2 separate regions of the Salmo salar genome follow, and region 2 is linked to region 1. Evidence: chromatin contacts called from public Hi-C data. All regions are on one chromosome and are shown on one strand. Each heading gives the region's core, a stretch centred on a gene start, on an enhancer-like site or on the middle of the called end of the contact. The rest is flanking DNA. Distances are from core to core; before and after follow the strand shown. Region 1 overlaps stim1 (stromal interaction molecule 1). Region 2 holds the start of LOC106613190 (rho-related GTP-binding protein RhoG).

Region 1 (4,706 bases), core at 705-3,204:
GAACCAGGACAGAGAGAGAGGGTCACAGAGGAGGAAGGGGAGTTGAGCTCTGTAGTGACAGAACCAGGACAGAGAGAGAGGGTCACAGAGGAGGAAGGGGAGTTGAGCTCTGTAGTGACAGAACCAGGACAGAGAGAGAGGGTCACAGAGGAGGAAGGGGAGTTGAGCTCTGTAGTGACAGAACCAGGACAGAGAGAGAGGGTCACAGAGGAGGAAGGGGAGTTGAGCTCTGTAGTGACAGAACCAGGACAGAGAGAGAGGGTCACAGAGGAGGAAGGGGAGTTGAGCTCTGTAGTGACAGAACCAGGACAGAGAGAGAGGGTCACAGAGGAGGAAGGGGAGTTGAGCTCTGTAGTGACAGAACCAGGACAGAGAGAGAGGGTCACAGAGGAGGAAGGGGAGTTGAGCTCTATAGTGACAGAACCAGGATAGAGAGAGAGGGTCACAGAGGAGGAAGGGGAGTTGAGCTCTATAGTGACAGAACCAGGACAGAAGCTTAGAGAGAGCCATATGCTAGCTCAGATTTCAAAAGGTGTTTGCAGAATAATCATAAAAAAATATTTCCATGGACAGATACCAAGTCCCTCTTGTGATCAGCTGTGAAACTTACTTCAGAGAAACTTCAATGGTATTCCAGAGAACAGTTCCACAATGTGCGGACAGGATATTTTGTCCTCTTGCATAATGACTGCAACAATCTCTAGAATGAGCTCTGAATGAGGAACTCAACTGATGGCTTCAGCCCAGTTAAACCTTCACTTCCTGTTTCTGTTGTATCATGGAGTGGCTTCAAAATGACACACCTGAAAAACGTGTTTACTCTGCCAATTCCTGACTAAATGAACACGTCAAGCCACCACGACGTCAAGCCAGTGGATAACGACATCATTCAGAGTCACTACTTCTATGGGCTGAAGGGAAAGACAAACTCACTTCTTCTGCAGATCATGCAGGCTCTGCTCAGCCCTCTGTAGGCCATCCAGGTCAGTCATCATCTTCTTCATGTGGTCCTTGGAGTAGCGGTTCTGGATGTAGGCGAACCAGCAGCCTCCAATGCCGATCACTATGGACACCACCAGCATGAAGTCCTTCAGGTGGTTATGAGTGTTCACTGGGGAGAGAGAAAAGTGTTAGGTTAAAGGTATACTTCAGGATTTTGGCAATGAAGACCTTTATGTCCTTCCCCTAGCGTTAGCGCAAAGATTGTAAGTTTATGGTAACAGCTAGTATGCTAGCAGATACCATAGGCTTCCAACATTGCGCTAAAGCTATTTAGCATTGGCTCGCAAAACTCTTTAACCTCCTTCATACTGGATGCGGAGACATAAAAAGAGTACATATTGTTTTCGGATTGTCCCTTCATCCAGCAAAATTCATTGGTGGTGAACTAATGTTGTGAAAGTGTGTGAAACTGAATGAACTCAAGTCATGGTACTGTGGCGAGGTCTCTCCAAGAGAGATGTGCGGTAGTTGTTGGGTTGCGTTGAGGAGGCACCAGGCTAAAAGACCAAGGTAAAGGCAGATTAACGCACTATTTACATGAGAGGCGACGAATCAAAGCCCCAGCAACCTCGGTCTTAACCCTTCCTGTCCTCTGGGGGCGAACGGTTCGGCCCGTGTAGAGAGGTGTGAATGTCCTCTGTCATAATGTTGCCATCCTAATGGATTCAGAACAGTCCCATTCCTCACAGTCACTGCCAGCACGCCAACCAGGCAGGCAGCAACTAACCCTCATGTAAAATCAGCCAAGAGGCCTTAGACGTGATCCATCAATCATCCTTAAAGCACAGAGAGATGAAGACTGCAAAGCCCATTCTCTTAAAGCTGTGAAAGCCGAGCCGTCGTAGGGCCTGTAAAGGGACAAGATCTGAGCTAACACATAGCATGACCTCTTAGCAAGCACAGCACTTATGTCCTGGAGTGAAACAAAAGAGGAAGTGGAGTGTGAGCTAAAGCCTGGGCCTGGCATCTCTCTATACAGGCGCATAGAGGGCGTGCCAACTTACAAACAAGCCTTACGCACTAAGCTCTCTCGGCTGGCTGTTATTGACAAGGAACAAAAGACCTCCCTTCGCCTCACAGAAAAACAACCTCCACACTGACACAAGGCTTCCTTTCATGTCACCGACATAGGTTATTGATGTAGAGTAATGATGCATGGTTATGTGCTCATTAGGACGGCAATGTTTTCTTTCCCTCGGTCATCAGTCAAGAGCTGTGTGTGTGGGCTCTTGTAGCCTTGTCTACACAATCCAGTACAAACACAGTTGGCCATTAACAGCAGAACTTGGCCGGATAGTGAAGAACATTTATGACTAGACTGGTGTCAGACCAGCGTTACATCAACAAGGTGAACCACATGACGGTGGCCAAGCCCTTTCCCTTATAAAGCTCTAGGGCAGGGGTCCCCAATTACACTCAGCCCTGGGCCGATCTTTCCTTGAGCGGATGTTCGGGGGCCGGAACATAGTTCTAAATCATTTGTACATTTACCACTATAATCCCAAACAGATATAGTATTTGATCAAAACTGAACAATTTCAAACCTTGATTACAATGGGATACGATCACATTTTCCTCTATTTATTCATGGGAATACTTGGGAACAGATTTTCCTAAATTAAAAATCACTATGCTGATTTGCTGTTGATTTTACAGTCTTATGTCCAACACACAGGAGAAATAACATGGTTTCTAATATTATTATTATCTAATATACATCAGGCCAATCATCCGTTCCTTCCCGCAGGAAAACAACTCCCTCTCGCATTGCTGTCATGATATTGAATTTCAGCATCTTCGCTATCAATTTGTTTGGGTCTGCAGCATCAGAATCCAACTCTTCATCTGTGGAAGGCCAGACACTGCAGAGAAATATCTGATCCCTATGGACATCCTCAACTAAATCATTTGCATCTTCTGTTGCTACAGTTCAATTACTGGTGGTTGAATACAACCAGTTCAACACACACAAACAGGCACAGGTAACGGCCAGAATAAAACGGGCAACTGCCAGAATAAAACGGGCAACTGCCAGAATAAAACGGGCAACTGCCAGAATTAAACGGGCAACTGCCAGAATTAAACGGGTAAGTACCAGAATAAGGAAACCCTTCAGTAAATGAGGGATACAAAGTATATTGAAAGCAAGTGTGGTTCCAAGAGTTAAATAAGCAGTTAACATTACATCATGCTTAGGGTCATGTATATAAATGCCCAGTTCCCATTATTTTGGCTACTATGGCTAGAAGAGATCTCAGTGACTTTGAAAGACTGGTCTCATTAAGGTGTGTGTGTGTCTGTCACCAGATCTCAACACAATTGAACACTTATGGGAGATTCTGGAGCACGCCTGAGACAGAGTTTTCCACCACCATCAACAACAAAACACCAAATGATGGAATTTTTGGCAGATACCCGTAGGTCTTTTCCTCTAGCTAACACAATCCATTAGCTTTTTCTTTGTCTGAAAACACGTCGCTGATTAGCAGGAATGTTGGCTAGAAAGTCCAAAGTGACATGTCTAACTGACCATTAGACTGGGAACAACTTGGCTCAAACCGGTCTTTCTCGGTTCTCCGTCAGGTAAACAGTCCAGTTGCATGTAATAGGTTGTGAAAAAGGGCTGTGGAATGGGTCCACTTTGGTAAATGCGTCAGCCATTAAGACAAGGAGAAGTGTCCATTTTTGATGGGGCCCATTGTGAAATGTGTCTTAAAGTGCTGCTGCCGTGCACAGCCAGTCTGTGGGACTATCAGCAGGACCTGTGGCTTCAGGCTCGGGCTGTCATCTCCAGACGACCTCTTCTCTTCCTCCAGCTGAGACTCTTCACTAAACACACGCACAATGAAACATGCCAGACACAGACCCCTAACGCTCCCTTATCCTGCTGCAACCTTCCTATAAAACAACCCAAATCCCCCCCTTTCCCCTAACACCCCCACCTCTTCTCCCCCCGACTCTTTCTTCCCCCCTGCACAGTGTCCTCTTCTTTCTCTAGTATGGAGAGCAGAGCAGACAGAACTTCAAGGCCAGAGGAAGGCCTAGGGCACATTCATATTCTGGTTTCCTTACATAATCTGACCAGGGATTCTTGTCTCCTGATGTGGTTTAAGCATTGTTGTAGAGTTAGAAAAATAAAAAAATAAAAATAGAACATCCAATTTTGTTAAGTGTGATTTTGAGAGGCAAAACCAGAAAAAAAAGATTAAAAAAATAAAAACTGGGGAAATACTGAGAAAACGGAATCAGGCAAAAAAAGACAGTCTTGTATAAGTAACCTTGTGGGGACACACAATTCAGTCCCATTCAACATCTTATTTTCCCAAATTGTTGTTTGTTGACTATTCTTGTGAAGACTTCTGGTCCCCACAAGTATAGTGAAACACACACACACACACACACACACACACACACACACACACACACACACACACACACACACACACACACACACACACACACACACACACACTGCAGCCCCAGAATGTGAGACATCAGGTTCTCCTTCCCTCCCCAGGGCTAACCCACTGGTACGATTCCCAGGAACCATCTGGTGGTGACACGACATGAGCAGGTTCTCCCAAGCCCCAGGGCCAGTCTGACAGGGAATGACCAACAGAATGCCATACATTTCCAGTAGGAAAACAAAAACGGGGGAAACTGGTGTGTCTACCAACCACTGATACAGCAGCAGCCCCTGGGGA
Region 2 (4,706 bases), core at 959-3,458, 43 kb after region 1:
AGAAGCTGATTAAACAGCATGATCATTACACAGGTGCACCTTGTGCTGGTGGACAATAAAAGGCCACTCTAAAATGTGCAGTTTTGTCACACAACACAATGTCACAGATGTCTCAAGTTTTGAGGGAGCGTGCAATTGGCATGCTGACTGCAGGAATGTTCACCAGAGTTGTTGCCAGAGAATTAAATGTTAATTTCTCTTCCATAAGCCACCTCCAACGTTGTTTTAGAGAATTTGGCTGTATGTTCAACTGGCCTCACAACCGCAGACCACGTGTAACCACGCCAGCTCTGGACCTTTACATCTGGCTTCTTCACCTGTGGGATCATCTTAGACCAGCCACCTGGACAACTGATGAAACTGTGGGTTTGCACAACCAAAGAAGTTCTGCACAAACTGTCAGAAACCGCTTCAGGGAAGCTCAAGTATGTGCTCGTCATCCTCACCAGGATCTTGACCTGACTGCAGTTCAGTGGGCAAATGCTAATTTTCAATGGCTACTGGCACGCTCGAGAAGTATATTCTTCACGGATGAATCCCGGTTTCAATAATACCTTGCAGATTGTAGACAGCTTGTATGGCGTTGTGTGGGCAAGCGGTTTGATGATGTCAACGCTGTGAACAGAGTGCCCCATGGTGGCGGTGGGGTTATGGTATAGTCAGACATATGCTACGGACAACAAATACAATAACATTTTATCGATGGCAATTTGAATGTACAGACATACCGTGATGAGATCCTGAGGCCCATCGTCGTGCCATTCATCTGCCGCCATCACCTCATGTTTCAGCATTATAATGCACTGCCCCATGTCGCAAGGATCTGTACACAATTCCTGGTAGCTGAAAATGTCCCAGTTCTTCTATGGTCTCCATACTCACTAGACAAGTCACACATTGAGCATGTTTGGGCTGCTCTGGATTGACGTATACAACAGCGTGTTCAAGTTCCCTGCAATATCCAGCAACTTCACACAGCCCTTGAAGAGGAGTGGGACAACATTCCACAGGCCACAATCAACAGCCTGATCAAGGAGATGTGTTGTGCTGCATGAGGCAAATGGTGGTCACACCAGATACTGACTGGTTTTCTGATCCACCCCCACCTTTTTTAAGGTATCTGTGACCAACAGATGCATATCTGCATTCCCAGTCGTGTGAAATCCATAGATTAGGGCCTATGGAATTTATTTAAATGGGCTGATTTCCTTATATGAACTGTAACTCAGTAAAATATTTGAAATGTTTATATTTATATTTTATATATTTGTTCAATGTAATTAAAGAAGAAAATGGTCTACTTTAAAATGGAGATGGCCTCAATGGCGCTGCCTGTGCTCTCAAAATAGGACAGATACAATAATGTGGTGTCTATCTAAGTCTATGTAGGCTATCAGAACAAAGGAACAGTGGAGCTTATCGACTCATCAGTCCCACACAACTAAGCTCAAGTATGCCACCTTGAGGCTATAGGCTACACAACACTAGCAATAAAAGAGGAGAGGAGATGTGTTGACGGGGGAAAAGATGGGGGGCATCTTCTGATGGAACTGATGCCCCACATCAGAACAGATCTGAGCCACAATGGGATAGCCAGTAGGCCTTATCATGATAAATCCCAACTTCTTATAATAAAGGTGTATGATACACCTTGATCTGATAATATACTGTATCATAAGCTAATGCTAAATCATAAATTCTCAGTTTAAAGGCCCAATGCAGCCATGTTTATATCAATATCAAATCATTTCTGGGTAACAATTAAATACCATACTTTAATAGTTTTCCATTAAAATTTACAAAAATAGCTTTTTTAGCAATATAATATTTCTCAAGCAAGAATTTTGCTAGGACTGTCTGGGAGTGGTCTGAGTGTGGAGGGGAAAACTGAAAACTAGCTGTTATTGTCAGAGAGGTTTGGAACGCTATTTTGTTATTGGTCTATTAACCAATTTACTGCCTGGTGATGTCACCAGGCAAGCCAAAACTCCCGCCCATTGCAAACCTGAGGATTAGATGTTCTTGTGTAGATTATATTTTCAACCAGCAACAATCAGGAATAACACTGATCCCTTTTCTTCCCACTTCTACAGTGTTAGTTTCATCAGCTGTTGTACCATATGATACAAACACAGGAAACACTGAATTTTGTCTGCACTGGGCCTCTAACAACTATGTGGTTATTCCTATTCTGTACATTTGAATGTCAAATAAGGTAATTCATTGGGTAACAATTTTATTTAAAAATTCTGTTTAATATTCTACCAGCAACGTATACTTACAACAATAGCGCAGGCTGTCGTGGAGGGGAGACGATATACTTCCTCACAGTGCCATTATTTCTCAAGCGGCTTCCTCTCAACGAACACACACACTTCCTCCACTACAGCAACACTTTGCTTGACTGCTTTGACGCTCTCGGACAGATTGTAGGCTATATGTTCATACAAAACCTGCCATTAAAGATAGTATGTTTGGTGAGTCTGACTTGTTTTTAACCTTTGCATGTTTTTGTTGTCAAATTGTTGAAATGATGTACTACTACTGTATAATAGATATGTAGGCTGTAACACATAATCCTACGGAAGCACTTGGGTGACGCACCATTAGGCGAGGTAGCCAACTGCCGTTATAATTTTGGTAGGCGCTATTCTATATCAAAACTCTATAGGCCTACGATACGGCATGCAATGTTAAAATCCACAATTGCAATATTTATTTGTGACAGTTATTTTGTGTTTAATTTAGCCCATTCAAAGTTATAGCATGCTCTGCTCACTATAGTCAGCTCTTTCTCTGTAAAATGATGATAATGGTGAAAAACCTTTACTGTAATTTATGTTGAACTCTTTTTCTAATTTCAGGGTTACTATTAGGCCTTATTAACACATAGCCCTTTTCTTAATAATCTAGGTGAATGAAATGAGAAATGTACACGATCAGAATGCTATGGCCTCGTTGATGGCCTAGAATTAGTGAAATTCACCTATCATAGATATTCAGTGGATAGGCCAATGGTATGCAGCAGTGGTGGTAGGCATACAAAGGTTTATTGGATTTGATGAACTATCCCCAGTCAGTGTACAGTGAAGTACATTTCAGTGCTCCCAGGCTCGGGTCCCTGTAGACTGGGTTTAGCTATATTCTCATTTTCTCCAACACCCTCAGAGAGCAGTGGGAAGAGTCCAGCTCTCCTCTCTCACAATGAATTACAATTACTGCATGTATTTCAAACTCTCCAGTCTCCACCCATATTTTGTAGTTTCAGTGTTCACGCTTGAATTCATGTGGAACACAGGCCTTATGTAATGTAACTATAAATGAAGTAGGCCCACAGATGTTCAAGTTGAAATGAAAGCCAGTAGTTAAACAAAGATGGATATAAATAAATAGTGTCGAACTGTACTGTGTAAATGAGGGTGTGAGAGTAATGTTCGTACCCGATAAAGTGTGAGAGCAATTTAAACCACAAACCTCACTTTCAACAGTTTAAATTTGTTGGGCCTTAGCCAGTGTCTCTCTTTTGGTGTAAAGTGCATCTGAACATTGTAGCCTAAAGTGCATTTCTCCCTGTGTTCCTCATGTCCAGGTGTCTAAGACAGTGAAGGGGTCAGAATGCAGAGCATCAAGTGTGTGGTGGTAGGAGACGGTGCAGTAGGGAAGACCTGCCTACTCATCTCCTACACCACCAACGCCTTCCCCAAGGAGTACATCCCCACTGTGTTTGACAACTACAGCGCCCAGGTGACTGTGGACAGCAGGACTATTAGCCTCAACCTGTGGGACACAGCAGGCCAGGAGGAGTATGACCGCCTGCGCACCCTCTCCTACCCCCAGACCAACGTGTTTGTCATCTGCTTCTCTGTCGCCAGCCCCCCCTCCTTTGAGAACGTCAAGCACAAGTGGCACCCAGAGGTCACCCACCACTGTCCCAATACGCCTATTCTACTGGTGGGCACCAAGAAGGACCTGCGTAATGACCCAGAGGTGTTGAAGAAGCTTAAGGATCAGAACCAGATGACCATCACCCAACAGCAGGGCACCGCCTTGGCCAAGCAGATCCAAGCCATCAAGTACCTCGAATGCTCTGCCCTCAACCAAGACGGAATCAAAGAGGTGTTCGCTGAGGGTGTACGGGCCTTTCTCAACCCACAACCTGTCGCCACCAAGAAACCTTGTGTGCTATTGTAAAGGCAGTAGAGATACTATCACGTATGCAAATCAAACAGAACAATATTAATTAATTGAATGTGTGTAAACCATTGGAGTTGATTTTATTGTGAAATATGTTTTTGTTGTACTGCCGATAACAAACACTGCCATATCAAGACTTCCTTGAGACAAGGGGATCATTGAGGCAGAGGCATTGGCTCAAGATGGATGCCTCGAAACTGAGCCAATGTTAGGTAGGCAAGAAGGGCCTGAGTCAAATGCTGTCTGTAAGAATCCTTGCTTTTGTATATCCATTATTTTGCCCTCTTCCTTTATAGCAATTGACAAACAAGACCTGAGACTTTCTGACGAGGTTTTCTCATTTATCAGTGCTTGTATTGTTGTCACATTCTGACATGTAATGGCCTTCACAAAAATAATTTAAAAAAAATCAGGAATTGAAATACCCATACTCCCATAATGAATACTTTTATTTTTTTACAAATATTTTGTTGTATCATAGATGTGTGTTTTTGTGCACCATCAGGTGTGCT

What was found. A called contact is a pair of places that touch in the nucleus more often than the background predicts.
Region 2: a contact with region 1 is called in a Hi-C map of blood, with 2.3 times the contacts expected there. The contact joins the promoter of LOC106613190 here to the enhancer-like site in region 1. A contact is called at or near these places in 3 of 3 Hi-C or Micro-C datasets (blood, gill and muscle).

Annotation. Positions count from the first base shown.
Region 1 is chrssa09:145,441,162-145,445,867 of Ssal_v3.1, forward strand. It overlaps stim1 (stromal interaction molecule 1), which reads right to left. Exons shown (of 11, transcript NM_001173850.1): 7 at 934-1,111. Among protein-coding and RNA genes, the nearest start is that of stim1, 39 kb to the right of the region's middle. Within about 2 kb of position 1,955, at least 3 of the 13 cell types and tissues checked have an H3K27ac peak or open chromatin away from gene starts, as enhancers often do.
Region 2 is chrssa09:145,483,587-145,488,292 of Ssal_v3.1, forward strand. LOC106613190 (rho-related GTP-binding protein RhoG) reads left to right here and starts at 2,209. Exons shown (of 2, transcript XM_014215203.2): 1 at 2,209-2,477; 2 at 3,590-4,706. The coding sequence starts at 3,616. The coding sequence ends at 4,191. It also overlaps a transcript of stim1 not described here.